Linked DNA regions of Capra hircus: region 2 is linked to region 1. The links are chromatin contacts, called in public Hi-C maps. All regions are on one chromosome and are shown on one strand. Each heading gives the region's core, a stretch centred on a gene start, on an enhancer-like site or on the middle of the called end of the contact. The rest is flanking DNA. Distances are from core to core; before and after follow the strand shown.

What was found. Hi-C and Micro-C count contacts between places; a contact is called where the count stands out from the background.
Region 2: a contact with region 1 is called in a Hi-C map of blood, with 11 times the contacts expected there. The contact joins two enhancer-like sites. A contact is called at or near these places in 2 of 5 Hi-C or Micro-C datasets (both in blood).

What each region holds. Positions count from the first base shown.
Region 1 is chr10:45,093,798-45,098,130 of ARS1.2, reverse strand. MYO5C (unconventional myosin-Vc) reads left to right here. Exons shown (of 41, transcript XM_005685762.3): 12 at 1,457-1,597; 13 at 3,771-3,896. Among named protein-coding and RNA genes, the nearest start is that of MYO5C, 49 kb to the left of the region's middle. Within about 2 kb of position 2,265, at least 3 of the 5 cell types and tissues checked have an H3K27ac peak or open chromatin away from gene starts, as enhancers often do.
Region 2 is chr10:45,535,337-45,539,669 of ARS1.2, reverse strand. No RefSeq gene overlaps it. Among named protein-coding and RNA genes, the nearest start is that of ONECUT1, 49 kb to the left of the region's middle. Within about 2 kb of position 2,334, at least 1 of the 5 cell types and tissues checked has an H3K27ac peak or open chromatin away from gene starts, as enhancers often do.

The DNA.
Region 1 (4,333 bases), core at 1,016-3,515:
TTTAGCATTTAAAACTGAAACTAAGATTTATTCCAAGTGGATGTGCAGCATAACTCACCTGAAGTCAAATAGTACATGTGGATCCTGCCCCTCTCTGGACTCCAGGGCCACCTTGCTTCCCAACACACATATTCACCACAACCTTAGAATGATACATGTGTGAGACACCCTGAAAATAGCACATCAGAGGCTGAAATTTCATTCTTTTCTTTTTTTATTCTGCCTTTCCTCCTCTTCCACTAAATCCTCCTTATTTTTCCCCCTTTGATGTTGTTAGAGACATCTATCAATACGCAGATCCTCCTGGGAGGGGTAATGACTTAAAATATAAGTATAAGCCCTAGTGAGTTCTCTCCTGGCTCCTGTCCCATTGATCTGCCTTCTGCTGGACCCCTGCATCTGAGTAGCCTCTGGGAGCTAAGCCATGACAAAATGACCCTGCCACCTTCCTCTCTTGGCCTCCATGCCGTCTGTGCTCCCTGCTGTGGTTAAAGCACCACCCCTGACCCGGTGTCCTGAGCCTTGTGTTCACCCAGCCTCTGCTCTTACTCCCCTTCCTTGCACAGCATCCAGCCTCTGCAGAACCCTGGGCTGAGTCCTGTCTGGGCCCTCCCCTCCAGTTCTGGTCTCTTCAAAGCCATTCCCACCTCCAAACCAAGTTACCTTTACAGAACCTAAGTCTTGTCATGAACTCCATGGGTCCTCTCTCCCCCAGGAAAAGGCCACAGGACTGAGATTCTCTGGGGGTTCACTACAAATCTGGTCTGGCATGATTTCCCCTCTGCCGTCCTCAGCAGCCCCATCTATCACTCCAGCCATTACCATTGTGCGCTCTTTCTCTCTGTCTCTCTCTCTCTGCTTGTGTGGGCACTGTCTGGTTCCCAGCCACCTGTTGGGCTTCCTGCAGTTCCCAGTGGGATTCTCCCATGGGAGCCTTTCTCCTTGCAGCCCCTCCCCCTTCTGCCACCTGCAGCCAGGATGACCCTGAGCCAGCCAGCCCTCTGGAAAGCCTTCCCTGTACCCCTGTTGTTCAAACAAGTAATGCACAAAGCTCTTCAAGTTGTTAGCCTCTCACACTGGCCCCACAGCCAGCCCTCTTGGGTGGGCTTGCTCTTAACCCAGTCAAAGAGTCTGGCTCCATGTTTGACAGCAGCAGTGGCTGAGCAGGGAGAGGTTCCAGGACCGCCTTGAGTGCCAAGGGTGGCAGGCTGGCCCAGAGTTTACACCCCAGGATGTGGGGACCCACTCAGCCTGGGCAGCAAGATGACAACTAGACCCATGATAGGACCTCAGCAGCACTGATTGTGGGTAAGGGGAGTGACATGCACCTCGGAGGCTTCCATAAACATTACAGATCAAGTCATGTGCCTACATTTTCCAAATGTCTATGTCCTGTTCTTCAGAAGCACACTCTAATACTCTCTCTTACTTTCTATATTAACTTCTGGATTTCCAGCATGTCTTTAAACTTGAACAAGAAGAGTATATGAAGGAAGACATTCCTTGGACTCTCATAGACTTTTATGACAACCAACCAGTCATTGACCTGATTGAAGCAAAAATGGGCATTTTGGAGTTACTGGATGAAGAATGCTTGGTAACTTTTAAAAATAATTTTCTTTAACTTCAGAGCAATAATAGATGAGCCTATTTCCAAATAGAATTTTTAAAAATCTACATGTAAATTCCTGATTGATCAATTACCAGTTGATTTGCTGTTAATTCTGGGACAGCAGTCCATAGCAGGAACCCCAAGAGGCTGAGTAAACCTCCCACCCTCAGCATGTATAGCCCACCCATGGGTAACATGCATGACCTCTTAGGTCATGTCTAACAGGGAGGAGCACTTTGAAGCTGACTCTGGGTATGTATATGGAGTAGACATGCAAACAGCAAGTGACCACACTCCAGTTGTTAATGACTAACAGGGATTGAGTTTTGTCTTACTTCCTGATTCCATGAGTCACCCACTGGGAGGTGCAGCTGAAAAATCAACATCATACAATTGAGAAAAGAGACTCTAGGAATTTTCCTATTGTTATTACTCTCTGGGAGGAACAACTTTATAGTGAGTCAGCCTAGCAGTGGCCTTCATGGGGCCATAGGAAAAAATAATCCCTAGGATGGTATTTGGTCTTTTGGGTTTGAAATTGATATTTTAATGTTTAAACACACACATCTTATTTTTTTTCCCAAAGATTTATCACCCCCTTCCATGCTCAGATGGTGAAGTGTCTTGCTTACAATGCGGGAGACCTGGGTTCAATCTCTGGATCGGGAAGATCCTCTGGAGAAGGAAATGGCAACCCACTCCAGTACTCTTGCCTGGAAAATCCCATGGATGGAGAAGCGTGGTGGGCTACAGTTCATCAGGTCTCAAAGAGTCAGACACGACTGAGCAACTCCACTTGTCCATGATTGTTTTTTAAAACATAAGAAAAATAGTCAGTTTAATGATAATTACAACAGAGCGTGAGTAGTCAATTCCAGGACACCAGGGGGGCATTCGCGGAGCACCAGCACAGCTGTGAAAGGGGCCCCTGCGCGTCCTACGGAAACACGGGCACAGGCACCAGGGGCCCGTGGGGAGTTAGCGATGACGGTTCAACCTGCTGCAGAGCACGCCTCCGCGACGGCTCCAGTGCGTCCCCTCCCGCCTGGGCGAGGACGTGGCTCCGTCTCCTCGTCCGTGGAATTGTCCATGATTATAATGTTGAAGACGTACTGGTATTTTCTACCTATAATTCTCAATTCCATGGTTCTTCTCACAAACCATCCTTTCTGATGCCACCTATGTTTTAGTCCCTGCAGTGATGTAAGATTAAAAGGCAGGCACCAAGGCCAAACATTCTGGAATGATCTACTGGGGGCAGGGTGCAGAGGCCAATGTGGGCTCTAGGAATATTTGTACCAAATCTACAGAGCTCGCCTGGTGACTCATATGATAAAGAATCTGCCTGCAACACAGACCTGTGTTACATCCCTGGGTTGGGAAGATCCCCTGGAGGAGAAAATGGCTGCCCACTCCAATATTCTTGCCTGGAGAATCCCATGGACAGAGGAGCCGGGTGGACGACAGTCCTTAACATCGCAGAGTCGGATTCAACTGAATGACTAACACTACAGAGATAGTCCCCAGGTGACCAGTGTCACAAAGAAGTTTGCAGGTGTCATTTGGACACTATGGAGTATTAGATTCACAGAGTTCAGGCTATAGCTGAGGATAGCTTCAAAATCACCAGCAACTAGCTTAGTGTAAATAGTTAAGACCTAGTTCAAGGAGGGAAGTATTAACTAGGCAGTGAAACAATAGAAAAACTCTTCGTGAGGCAGGAGATGGGAAGGACTACATTTGGGTGCCAACCTTTCTCCATTCAACCAAGAATAAAAATTGTTTTCACCTAATGGAATTTATGCTACTTTTTCCTGAATCTTTAGACTACTTTGGGAAAAAATATTAAAATACTGCCAGTTTTGCAGAAATAAAATCCTTCATCTTTATATCATTATATCAGTTTCCTTTTCATTGATAACATCTTGTTCTTCTAAAAGAGCATTGATAAAATGTCTATTGAAATATCACTCTAAAGAATAAGATCAAAGATAGACTCATGCCTCTATTGCTGTTGAAAAAGGAGCCTCCCACATCGAGCAGTCCACTTGGAAGTGCAGCTCATCTTTGTTTCTTAGAATCAGCACTTTTCCTCCCCTTGGTTAATCTTTTGTCTCTAGTTGTCTTACTTGCTGTTTGGTTTGCTTTTCTCTTCCAGTTACCACATGGGACTGATGAAAACTGGCTTCAAAAGCTGTATAATAATTTTGTCAACAAAAACTCTTTGTTTGAAAAACCCAGAATGTCAAACACCTCCTTTATCATCCAGCACTTTGCAGATAAGGTACAGTGAGAGTCTGGAGCAGAGCTGTCTGCCCGCGGCTGTCTAGCTGTCCCCTGGGATGAGCAGGCAAGCCAGGGGCTTTTCCGGTCAGAATTGTCACAGTTAGCGTGTAGCTGTGATGAGGAATACTTGTGTGTATGCAAGCGTGTGTGTGTGTGTGTGTGAGTGTGTGTGTGAGTGACGGTTCTCTATTTGGCTTTATCACATGATACATGAGTTTCGATTATATTTTTTAAAGATAAACGTATTGGCAGTGGACCTCATTTCTGTTTTGGGGCTTATTGTAAGTTCATTAACCGTTTATGAGTTTATTTTTTCTATGAAGTTGTTATAATCAAGACTGGATAGGGACCTCCCAGGTGGTCCAGTGACTAAAACTCCATGCTCCCAATGCAGGGGCTTGGGTTCAGTCCCTGGTCAGGGAACTAGCTCTCACA
Region 2 (4,333 bases), core at 1,085-3,584, 440 kb before region 1:
AGGGACAGCCTTTACTACAGTAGAATTTCAATTTAAAAAAATGTCAAAGGAGAGACTGAATTAGTTAATCACCACTAGGCAAACATCACCATAATAAGTGCTGCAGGCAACAACTATTGATGAATGGTAAAATCGGTAAAAGATAAGAAATTGGATATGTGCAAAATCTCAAAGTATCTCCATAGAAGATGCTTACTAATTACAGAGGGGAAAGATAGTAACTTTAGAGCAGAGAAACCTGATAGCTCCTTAACCGAGAGATCAAAGTTAGCATTAGTGAAAAGTGAAAAATTGGAAACATCAGTTGCTCAATAGTCAGACTCTTGCGACCCCATGGACCCCGCCAGGTTCCTCTGTCCATGGAAATCTCCAGGCAAGAAAACTGGAATATGTTGTCATTTCCTTCTCCAGGGGATCTTCCTAACCTAGGGATCGAACCCAGGTCTCCTACATTTCCGGTAGATTCTTTACTGTCGGAGTCACCTATAAATAACACATATCAACATTAGTATACTATCCAAAATAAATTTCTTCAATCTAATCATGAGATAGTATCAGACAAACTGAGGAACATTATAGAAAATTAACTGACTCGTACTCTTCAAAAGTGTTAGGGTCAAGAAAGACTGAAGAATTGTCACTATTGGAGGAGACTAGGAGACAAGACAATGTGAGCTCTTGGACGGAATTCTGGGCAAGAAAAAAGATATTAGTGGGGAAACAGTCAAAGTTCAAATTAAGTCTCTAGAGTAGCTAAAAGCATTGTGTCTACATTAATCTCCTGGATCCAGTAATTGCACTGTGGTTATGTAAAATGTGAATATCAGGCATAGCTGGATAAAGGGTAAGCAGGACTCCCTGTACTGTTTCTGCAACTTCTCTACGTGTCTAAAATTATTTCAGTGTAAAAAGTTTACGCATGTAAGAATTAAGATTTTAAAATTTAATAAATAAATAAATAAATAAAATTTAAAATAAATTTAAAAAAAAGTTTAAACTATTTGACTTAAACAACTATGTCCAAATTCATTTTTCTCTTAAAGTCCAGTTGTGGGTTCCTTCTTTGCTTCATAGGTTGCTAACAGAATAGTGTGAAAAGCAGCAGCCCAGTCACTTACAGCGAAGCACCTTGACTTGGAAACTTTGTTGTTTTGTTCAGTCGCTCAGTCGTGTCTGACACTTTGCGACCACATGAACTATAGCACACCAGGCTTCGCTGTCCTTCACTGTCTCCCAGAGTCTGCTCAAACTCATATTCATTGAGTTGATGATACCATCCAACCATTTCATCCGTCACCCTCTTTTCCTCCTGCCCTCAGTCTTTCCCGGCATCAGGGTCTTTTCCAATGAGTCAGCTCTTATTATCAGGTGGCCAGAGTATTGGAGCTTCCGCTTCAACATCAGTCCTTCCAAAGTGTAATCAGAGTTGATTTCCTTTAGCATTGACCGATTTGATCTCCTTGCTGTTCAAGGGATTCTCAAAAGTTGAGTGCGGCACTTTCACAGCATCATCTTTTAGGATTTGAAATTGCTCAGCTGGGATTCCATCACCTCCACTAGCTTTATTTGTAATAATGCTTCCTAAGGCCCACTTGACTTCACACTCCAAGACGTCTGGCTCTAGGTGAGTGACCATACCATTGTGGTTGTATGGGTCATTAAGATCTTTTCTGTAGAGTTCTTCTGTGTATTCTCGCCACCTCTTCTTAATATCTTCTTATCTTAATATCTTCTGCTTCTGTTAGGTCCATACCATTTCTGTCCTTTATTGTGCCCATCTTTGCATGAAATGTTCCCTTGGTATCTCTAATTTTTTTGAAGAGACCTCTAGTCTTTCCCATTCTACTGTTTTCCTCTATTTCTTTGCACTGATCACTGAGGAAGGCTTTCTTATCTCTCCTTGCTATTCTTTGGAACTCTTCACTCAGATAAGTATATCTTTCCTTTTCTCCTTTGCCTTTCACTTCTTTTCTCAGCTATTTTTAAGGCCTCCTCAGACAACCATTTTGCCTTTTTTAAATTTCTTTTTCTTGGAGATGGTTTTGATCACTGCCTTTTGTACAGTGTTATGAACCTATGAGACCTAATCCCTTGAATCTAGTTGTCCCTTCCACTGTATAATCATAAGGGATTTGATTTAGGTCATGCCTGAATGGCCTGGTGGTTGAGAACCCAAGGTTTTAACATTTTCCAGGCTGCAACTCCTTAGTTATATACCATTTTGCCAGCAGGTGGCAGCACTTGATTAGTTTCTCATCAGTGAAACCCAAGAAGCGAGAGGAGCTTAAGGAGGTAGGTGAAGCAGTGAGATGTCCTGGAGACAGGGGATAAAGATGACATTGTCATTATTTGATATACGTCACTCTAGGGTGATGCCATTATTTATGAACACTTAAGTGATGAGGCATAGAGGAAAGAACTTGTAAACAGTGATCTAAGGCTTGGAGGCAAATTTATCCACTCCACCCTATCCCCAGCCTGCTCCCACCCCAGCCTGGGGCATCAGGAAGGAGCCCTGGGCACTGCCTCCACCAGGTGCTAATGCCATATTTGAGAGACTTTTAAAGAAACTATAAATCAGTAACAGTATAAAAGTTTAATAATTTTTAAATAAGACTGTTACCAAATGTCTTGCTGGGTTTTCTGAGAACAGTGGGCCTAGGAGGAACTCCACTCGTTTCTCTTTTCCTCTCTGCTGTCTTCTCTCCCAAACCCCAGAACCACTCCCATCATCAAAAACCTGACCTCAGTGTCTCAGCCATCTTTGGTAGCTGTGAACCCCAAGCGGGCAGGAGACACCACAGCCAGCAAGTGCTAGAATTAGAACTTCAAGCCAAGACTTTGATGAGTCCAATCCCCCTTCCATGGGGCAGAGGAAACCCATCCTAAGTTCCTGCCTTTCATCTGTGCCGGTGAGGGCTCCCAGGTGACAGAGATGGGATGATTTCTGGTTCTGGGCACCAAGGAGTCCCTGATGAAGTTCAGGCATGCTAATTAAGATGAACCTCCCCATAATGGTTAAGACATATAAGATATGGTTATTTCTGATTTGGGTTTGGGGTTTTCTTCAATTTTGTTTTTGGTTGGTTGGTTTTCGGTGTTTTTGGCCAAGCCACACAGCTTGCAGAATTTTAGTTTTGATCTGCAGCCCCCGCAGTGGAGGGCTTCCCAGGTGGTGCTAGTGGTAAAGAATCCACCTGCCAATGCAGGAGGCTTGGGTTCAATCCCTGGGTCAGGAAGATCCTCTGCAGGAGGGCATAGCAACCCACTCCAGTGTTCTTGTCTGGAGAATCCCATGTATAGAGGAGCCTGGTGGGCTATAGTCCATGGGGTCACGAAGAGTCAGACACAACAGAAGCAACCTGGCACACCCCTGCAGTGGAAGCTCAGAGTCTTAATCACTGGACTGCCAGGGAATTCCCTAAAATATGTATTTTAATGATGCATTGTGTTCTGATTTTCCGAACCTGGGAACGTTTGTTCCTTGTTCCGCTACTGAACCTGACTTAACTTTTCTTTACCCCACTGCAGTGGAAGGATAATTGTTGTGAAATATAGAGCCCGAAACTTGTGGCCAGACCTTCCTGGTACTTCTGAAGCTTCTCCCAGAGAGACTTCAGTCACTAGGCCCGAAACCAAACAAGCAAAACAGAAGTCTATTTAAAGATGCCCTTTCTACCACTCCTAACGCATAACCTCCTGCTAATGGACAGATGAGTGCTGTGCTGCCTGTCCAGTGAACACGTACCACCTGGCGTCCTAACTGCCCCCAGCCCCTCAACAAGGCAGCGGGTTAGAAGGATGTGTGGGAGGACAGCGCCTTCAGAGCCAGCAGGGATCCTGGCCTGAGAGGTGTTAGGACTGACAGGGAGGAACTTCAGGAACCAGCCGCAGCAGGAGAGGCTCCTGAGTGCCTCATCCAGTGCAGGTTGGGAGCCACCACAGGCAGCCATCGCTGCAAGTGTCTCAAGGTCTAGTCCAAGCCAGTCGTCAGGAAGCTGGAGGGCCCAGATCACAGGTGGCCCTTCTCCTTGGCTCCTCCCAAGAAAGGATTCCTTACTTAGAATCTCAAGGCACTGACACGATCCTGAGGTCTGTCTGCTTGGGGGACACTGAAGAGCGAAAGTGTTAGTTGCTAAATGGTGTCCGATTCTTTGCAACCCCATGGAGTATAGCCAGCCAGGCTCCTCTACCCATGGGATTCTCTGGGCAAGAATACTGGAGTCGGTAGCCCTTCCCTTCTCCAGGGGATCTTCCCCACCCAGGGATGGAAGCTGCGTCTTCTGCACTGCAGGCAGATTCTTCACTGTCTGAGCCACCAGGGAAGCCCTGA